Regions from separate parts of the Rattus norvegicus genome. Here region 2 is linked to region 1. The links are chromatin contacts, called in public Hi-C maps. All regions are on one chromosome and are shown on one strand. Each heading gives the region's core, a stretch centred on a gene start, on an enhancer-like site or on the middle of the called end of the contact. The rest is flanking DNA. Distances are from core to core; before and after follow the strand shown. Region 1 has its middle 32 kb from the start of Trib1. Region 2 has its middle 170 kb from the start of Trib1.

The links. Hi-C and Micro-C count contacts between places; a contact is called where the count stands out from the background.
Region 2: a Hi-C map of kidney shows a contact between it and region 1, with 3 times the contacts expected there. The contact joins two enhancer-like sites. A contact is called at or near these places in 3 of 12 Hi-C or Micro-C datasets (hepatocytes, kidney and liver).

What each region holds. Positions count from the first base shown.
Region 1 is chr7:93,126,055-93,130,090 of GRCr8, forward strand. No RefSeq gene overlaps it. Among named protein-coding and RNA genes, the nearest start is that of Trib1, 32 kb to the left of the region's middle. Within about 2 kb of position 2,432, at least 21 of the 93 cell types and tissues checked have an H3K27ac peak or open chromatin away from gene starts, as enhancers often do. A contact at or near this core is called in kidney, where this site is marked.
Region 2 is chr7:93,268,778-93,272,790 of GRCr8, forward strand. No RefSeq gene overlaps it. Among named protein-coding and RNA genes, the nearest start is that of Trib1, 170 kb to the left of the region's middle. Within about 2 kb of position 2,519, at least 13 of the 93 cell types and tissues checked have an H3K27ac peak or open chromatin away from gene starts, as enhancers often do. A contact at or near this core is called in kidney, where this site is marked.

The DNA of each region.
Region 1 (4,036 bases), core at 1,182-3,681:
TAAAATCAATAATTAGAACCCCAGGAGTCTGTAAAATGCTTGCTACATAAGCATGGAGATCTGAGCTTTGATCCCCTGAATCTTCATTAAAAAGCTAGGCATGTGTCTTAGGGTTTCATTGCTATGAAGGGACACCATGACCAAGGCAACTCTTAATAGGGAAACATTTAATTGATGCTGATTTACAGTTTCAGATGTTTAGTCCATTGTCATCATGGCAGAAAGCATAGTAGCAGGAAGGCAGACTTGGTGCTGGAGGAGGCTAGAGTTCTACATCTTGATCCACAGGCAGCAGCAGAGGACTAACTTCTGTAGGCAGCCAGGAGGTGGTTCTGATTCCACACTGTGTGGAGATTGAGCATAATAAGATCCCTAGGGATTGCTGGCCGGTCAGTTTAGCTGGTAAACTCTAGGTTCAGTGAGAGACCTTGCCTCTAAAATAAGGTGGAGCACTGTTGCTCTTTCAGACAGAGGACCTGGGTTTGGTTCCCAGCACCCACACAGCAGCTAGCAATCATCAGTATCTCCAATTCTAGGGAATTCAACAGCCTCTTTTGGCCTCCTCAGGGCACCAAGCATGCATGTGACACACATAGGCAAACACATTTAAAAAATACCTTTAAAAAGTAAGGTGAAGAATCCATTGAGGAAGACTCTAAATGTTGGCCACCTCTAGCCTTCACATGCACATGCGCCCACACATATGTGCACACATGTGAGTGTACACACACACACACACACACACACACACACACACACTAATAAGTAAAATGAGATGAATAAACATAGCCAGATGTGGTAGTGTGGGTCCTTCATCTGAGGAGAGGAAAACTGAAGTTGGAAGATCATCACAGGTTTAAGGCCAGGCTGGTCTACTTATGGAGTTCCAAGCCAGTCAGGAATGTATATAGTAAGAATTCGTCTCAAATATTCATTCAAAAATTAACAAATTATACAATTTCTGTATTTGGGTGAAATTCAAATAACGTAAAATCACTTCACCCTTTTTGAGATAGGGTCTCATGTAGCCCAGGCTGGCCCTGAACTCACTGTGTAGCTGAGGATGGGTCTTGAACTTCTGGTCTTCTTGCTTCCACCTCTCATACATTGAGATTACATGGTGTGACTTGCCATGCCAGATTTATCTAGTGTTGGTGACTGAACCCAGGACTTCATGCATGTTGGGCAAGCAATCTACTGCAGAACTCCATTCCCATTCCAGATCAATCATTTTAAAATAGATGAGGAAACTATGGTACAAAGTTAAGTAATCCACCCACGACTGTTCAGCCAGTAAGTAGCCGAACCACAATTCCTCATGGTGTGGCCCTGGGGCCTTGTTCTAGAAGTGTGAGACATGTAGCAGAGGAGGAAACAACTCTAGAGGGTGAGGAGAGGAGTGGAGGAGGGCTGTAGGGTTGCCCGCTGTCCCAGACTGAAAGCCCAATCTCCTGGCTATTTACTTCATGACTGGTCGCTCTTTCTCCATTTCAGTTTCCCTCTCCGCACTGAGTTTAGGGCCTACCTTGAGGACTTGTGGGAGGCTTGACTGACAGTTCTTGGAAACCTCAGAGTTCTATATGAGCACAACTATGGTGAGGTTCTCTAAGAACTTGACTGGTATCCCTGAGAGAGCTGGCACTCCATTGGGTGGATGGTGGGAACCACAGTCTTCCCGCTTGGCCTGCATAGCTGAAGGTCCCACCTGGAGGGCACCATGTCAAGCACGGACTTGAAGGAGCAAGGACTTTATAAAATCTGTCTTGGGCCTGCTAACCTACAGAATACATGTTGGGAAAAAGCTACAGCTCATAGGCTGGGGACAGAGCCTTGCACAGAACAGTTCTGTTGCCACTTCAGAAAACCACTGTCCCAGGCGAGGAGGAATAGAAGGCCAAGGATCCAGAGATGAGAGCGAAGGGGCTGCTGCTCTGTCAGAATGAGCTCCGATATCTCCCCAGGAGAACTCTAGCAGAAGGCTACTAATTCCTATCCAGGAAGTTTGTTCTTACAGCTTTCCATCTGGGATCAAATGAGACGTGATGTCATAGGATGAATTGTCAAAGAACAGCATAGTGACCCTCCCCCCTAGTGAGCTTGGGGTTGCGGGGGGGCAGGTGTGAATAGTTTTGTACACTGGAAAGAGCGAATGTGGGTGTGGTGTCTGCACGGCTCATCTCTGCTCTTCCCTCTCTGGCACAGCATTTCTGCTTTAGTCTTGTTTAAATCCCAACACTTCCCTTTCCAAATGATGAAGAATGTTCCAGAATGCCCCGTTAGCTCATGCGTGATTTATCAGGGCAGTTTCCTGGATTATGGCCTCATCTTCTCTCAGCAAATCCTGTTGAAACACACTTCTGTCAGCTGTAAACCCTGAATGTGGGAAAAGAGCTGACACACAGGCTCCATCTCCTGAGTAGCGCATTCCTGAGTGTTCACCAAGACCAGGAAGCCTCCGGCTGGAGAAGAGGTCACCCTGTGGGCAGGGACAGCCCTCAGCTGATTGGGACACGAAGGAGTCAGGATTGCCTCAGAAATCCCAACAACCTGTTCTGCCTGGGTTACCAATTCTCTTGCCAGTCTTGGGGGACCGACCTCCCTCTCCTACCCACTGACCAGTGACAACAGGCTGGATGTCTCTGGGATATTCCGGAACAGGACACAGCTGAGGTTTGACCCAGGCTGCATGGGTCTATGGACACTGGTGAACCGTGAACTGCGTGCCCTGGAGTGACCATCCTGTCCTCAAGCTGTGTAGAAACAGCCCGAGGCTCTTGGCTCCAGCCTTCTTCCTGCTGACTGAGACCTTGACCTCTTGCGGTGCCTCTGTGGAGCTGCAGCGCGGCTAGGAAATGAGTTAAGCCGGCATTTCCCATTCCAAGGCTGAGCCCACCCCCTTTTATCCAGCCTTCCCAGAGCAGCAAGGGCTATTTTTTCCTTTCCTTTTCTTTCTCCTCATCTTTGTAGCATTTCCTGGTTTTCCCAAGCTGAATGAGTCACTTCCTTCTCTAAGTTCCAATAATACTCAAAAGGTAACTTTTCTCTATGAGTGGATTTTATTTAATGAACACTGATTTTTTTTTCTTTTCTCTTTCTTAAGAATATGGAAGATGTGGATATTTCTTTTCCTCTTTTTTGCTTTGGCTTCTGGGAATCTTGGAGTTCAGTGTGTAGTTCCTCTTGATTAAGTGACTGCTGTGAGCCTTTTGAGTTAACTTTGACTCTGTTTTCATCTTTAGTCAAGCCTTCCTTTTCCTACTTTTGATTTTTACGGTATTCATGTTTATCTATCGACTTGTTCACTTCGAATGAATTATTTTCATTATCAGTTTTATTTCAACTGAAGGTTTTACTTACATTTTATTCACGTGTGTGTGTGTGTGTGTGTGTGTGTGTGTGTATACATGTAGAAGTCTGTGGGACCCCATTTTCTTCCTCCATTATATGGGCCCTGGGGACAAAACTCAGGCCACTGGATTTGGTAACAAGTATCTTTACTCACTGAGCCATCTTGCTGTCTCAGCATTATTTTTTATGATAGAACTTACAGAAATAAAATACATCCATGTCAAGCATACAGTCTGTGGTGACTAATCTTGATTTTCAACTTAACTGTGTCTAGAATCAATTAAAAGGTCAGATGCTAGGTGCTCCTGCGAGGGATTTTCTTCATCAGATTATTTGAAGTGGGAAGGTAGACCCTAAATGTGGGTGGCATCTTCTGGCTGCTGCACAGATAAGGAAACAGGGAAGAAGGACACTTGGCTTTATTTTATCTTATTATTTTTAAATTTTGGTATTTTTGAGACAGTGTCTCATTATATAGCACTGGTGGGCTTGGAACTCAGTGTAAACCAGACTGGCCTCGAACCCAGAAGAGACCCACCTGTCTCTGCCTTTCTAGCGTTAGGTTTCTGTCTAGTACTTTTGTCACGAGAATTGGGAGAGATAGTTTAGAGGTTTAGAGCATTCGCTGCATTTCCAGACTTTGTGGGTTCAATTCCTGGCACCCACGTGGCAGCTCACACCTATGTGA
Region 2 (4,013 bases), core at 1,269-3,768, 140 kb after region 1:
AGGAAATGGATTCACAGAAAGCTTAAGCTATTTCCTCAAGATGGGGTGGGGAAAAGAAGGGGAAGAAAGAAGAGACAGAGACAGGAGAAGGTGCCAGAGGACAGAAGGGAGAGGAGAGAAGAGGGGAGGGCTCTGAGTAAGAGGCTCAGTCTTGAGATACACCAGGGCTGAGTTCCACCCTGCACCTGTGAGTGTCCTCATTGTCATGGAATGTTAAGGAGCATAGTGTTAGGTGGTGGCTGGGCTTCCGTTCCGCAGCTAGCCTTAGCTATCTGGGTGACCTTGAGGACACATGTTCTGTTGCCACACCTGAATGTCCTATCTGTAAAAGTGTGGTGAGGTGTACATAATTGGCACAGAGCTTTGAAAACATGGTAGGCATTATTAGAATATACTGGAAAACTTGTTCTGGTGCAGAGTATTGTCGCCTGCCTCAAGTTCAGATTCACAGTTGCAGGAAGGTGTCTGGGAGCCTGCATTTCTGACCATTCTAACCTGTCCAAGACCCTCAGTTTGAGGAACCTGGACTGGGGTGATCTCTAACATTCAGTGATTCTGTGTTTAAAGGGTTTCTAGACTCCGAGTTCTTTGCTGGATGCTCAGAACACAGACAGATGCATCAGATGAAGCGCCCATCTTCTGCGCCTAGCAGTGAGGGTATGGAAATAGTCAGAAGCTGAGGCAGCCTGCATGGACTTCAGGGAGCAGGCACTGGGGGAGCCTTTGAGCCTCAGCTGTCTCTGATTTGCAGGCTGCTGGAAGGATGACTTTTGGTTAGAGGGCAATCATGAGGTGCTTTAGACATGGCCCTCAGGAAGAGCTTCACTCTTTGCCTGGGCGCTGGCTTCAGTGCTGCTAAGAGAGAACTCTAGCTCTGCCCTATGGAGTCATCAAGGCCAATTCAGTTGGGTCCTAGAACACCGGAGCGTGTGGTTCCTGATGGCCTGCATCCTGGGACCACAGACATGCATTTAATATAGCTTATACCTATACAATCATATAGATTATTGTATATGCACATACACACAATTTTTATCATGCAGAGTCTATATTTTCAAAGTCTCCCGTGTGCTAATGTTTGCATGCGGTCCCCAGGAAGGTTCTTAAAGAACTTTCTTAGCCATTCGTGGTTGTGGTGTGAAATTTGGACTAGCTTAACACCTATGCTCCTGAGGATGTAGACCAAACCAACGTCCATGCTTCTCACTTTAGTTCATACTGTAAAATGTTCTGTGAGACATTTAGTTCCATGGTTTGGCCATTTTTGTGCTTTCTTTTGGGGGTGAGGTGCTCCCCATAAATGTTGTCTGATGTTCCTAATTAAGAGGGGGCTTCTATTCACTTGAACAGTGAATGTGCCGCTTAGATAAACTTCCTACAGCCTGAGATAGTGCTGTTGCCTGTGAAATTGGTGTGCATGTATCGAGTTTATTAAATAAGATACTGTTCATAAAAACACGTCAAATAAGGATGTGTTTGGATGGTTGATGAAATGTTATGGCCAGAGGCTATGAAAAGCCTAACTCTCTGTTTCCCCTTGGAGCATGGTTTAATAATTAAAATATTCATGGCAGTTCAATGGAACATAACTACTACAAGGAATAATTGACTGCACTTGTATTTTTGACTGTGGGTCCTCGGATGCTCATAGATGTGTGGATATGTGTATTGGTGCATATTCTCTCTAAGCTGCCACTGAGTGTATAGCAAATACGGTTATCTAGTTAACTCGCACTTTCAAGAGCTGAGTGACCCTCCCAGTACAGGTAATCATTAGAAGCTTTCTTAGTTCTTAGTAATCGGGTAGCAATCTTCACTCAGTTTAGCCACCCCTCTGCTGCCTACATTTGAGCAAATGCCCTGAAGTTTTCCTTAGCTGCTGAGGACACACTTCAGTTTACAAACCCTCCCAAACTCTGTTTAAACACAAGTGTACAACCTGTAGAGCCTTATCTACTGTGGTGTCACAAGATGCGCTAAAAGTTTTAAATCAGAGAGGATGGCTCCTCTTTGCCTTATCTGTGATGTAGTTGACCATTTCCTGCATTTGATGGGTGAGTTTGGCTTTTGTGGTAGAGGCAGAGATGGTACACTGCTTAGCAGGGCTTCTTCAGGACCCCTTTGCGGGAACACCAGAAGTGAGATACTATAATGGCTGTGGGTGAGGAAGAGAGGAAGGACTGGGCTGAGGCAGGAGGCAAGCTCTGCTCTTTGCATCTGTGCTCTGGTTAGCATTCTCTCTGAGGTCATGCCAAGCCTCTGCAGTGTATTTCTGAGAAATGTACCAGGAGCCTGAAAGCCCCCTCAGACCTTTACTGGGTTAGGAGGGAGAAATAACCTCCCTGGTTGCCAAGGCGATGACCATACAGAGCCCAAGAGAGTGGCTTCTTTGACCCTGCTGGGGACAGGTGGTAGTGGAGTGGGGGAAGGGAGGATCTGGGTGTTCTATGGCTTCTGTCGCTGAGGGCAGACTCCTCCCAGGCCTTGGTTGGTCAGTGGAGCGAGAGGAAGCACCGAGGCTGAAGAAACCAGAGGTTGGCAGTCATCCCACATAAACACGCTCTGTCGCTATGAATTATTTCCACGGTCTGTGGAAGCTGGGCAGAATCTTTGACAGGCTCATTAATAAGGAACCCCGAGGATCTTGCTGTGGTGGCTCAGATTCCTTGGGGTTGGGGGTGCATGGAGGAGTGAGTGGGACATTCCTTTTTCCTCAGAGTGCCCCCCACCCCACCCAGATTAGAAATTTGGTGTGACCTTTCCTTCCCAGGAGCCTTTTAGAGCTCCAGTCTCCTCAGGAAGAGGCTCTGAGGATTGTGTTTCACACATGGTCTCTCTCAGTGTCCTGATAGAGCAGGTCAGCTTCCCAAGCTTCTCCATGGATACCCTGACTTCTGCCCCAGACCTCTGCATCACATGCCTTCTCTGTTTGAACTTTTTGTGAGCATCATTGGAAAAAGTCATGTGTCATGCTCTGAGCAGTTTCCACTCCCCAGGGAAGGCTAGGGGCTCATTCCTTGTGCTACCGTTGCTGTCTGCAATAACTTGTGACCTGCAACCTAGCCATTCCCCCGAGAGAGATTGCTTTTCTTCAAGCACAATGTAAGGATCATGGCAATTCGTTCGTTAAAAGCTTTGTGTTGGGACAAAGGCAAGCCCAGGTTCATGTAGGTAAGCCTGGAGCTGGTGAATCACATGACAGAAGCCTGCTCTTTATGACTTTTTTTTATACTGTGGCTCTAATTTCCATACTGTTGAAACTGCTTTTTCTCTAGGACCCACTCTGACGAGACTGGTCCCTTGAGGTAAAGGACCCACGGTCCCTGTCCTTCTGTCTGTCTCTGCCACCCTAAATAAGTCTCCTCCGCTGACTTGGTTTCTTCATTTGCTGATGGTGGTGCTCAGCTCTCTGCTGAGATCAAGTGACCCAAACCTGAGAACACTTGGAATGTGAGTGCGGTGAATGGTGCACGATGATCTCTTGCCTTATTTTTCTAGAGGTTGAGTCTTCTTTACCCTGGATAGCTCTGTTCACCCTACTTAGCATCAGGATCTCTGGTTTGAACTCCAGCAATGCCTCCAGGGCCTCGCATCTGTTGAATACCGAGCAGGCAGCCAAGTGCCCAGAGGCACTCAGTACACGAAGAGTACTAAAAACCATTCCTTGACCGAGCTCGTTCATGCCATAGGAGCTGGATACGGGAAGGTGACAGCAATATATGCTTATGTAAGGTTAAAGTCCACAGAAGGCCTAGCAAAGGTCAGGGTGAGGGGAATGCAGCCTCTGCACGGTTCATTCAGTAGGGCAACAGCTGCCGTCTGGCTCTGGGAAACCAGGGGAGAATAAAGCACACATGGGTCCTTGAAGGGCCACAGTCGGTTGCACAACTTAGGGATTGACCTGACTGGGGCAACAGGGATTAAAGAAAAGCAGGCACGCAGACACAGACAGGAAAGCTGGGATCTGGTGGGTCAGGCGCTCTGCTAGAAAAGCACCAGCCGCAGCCCGGGAG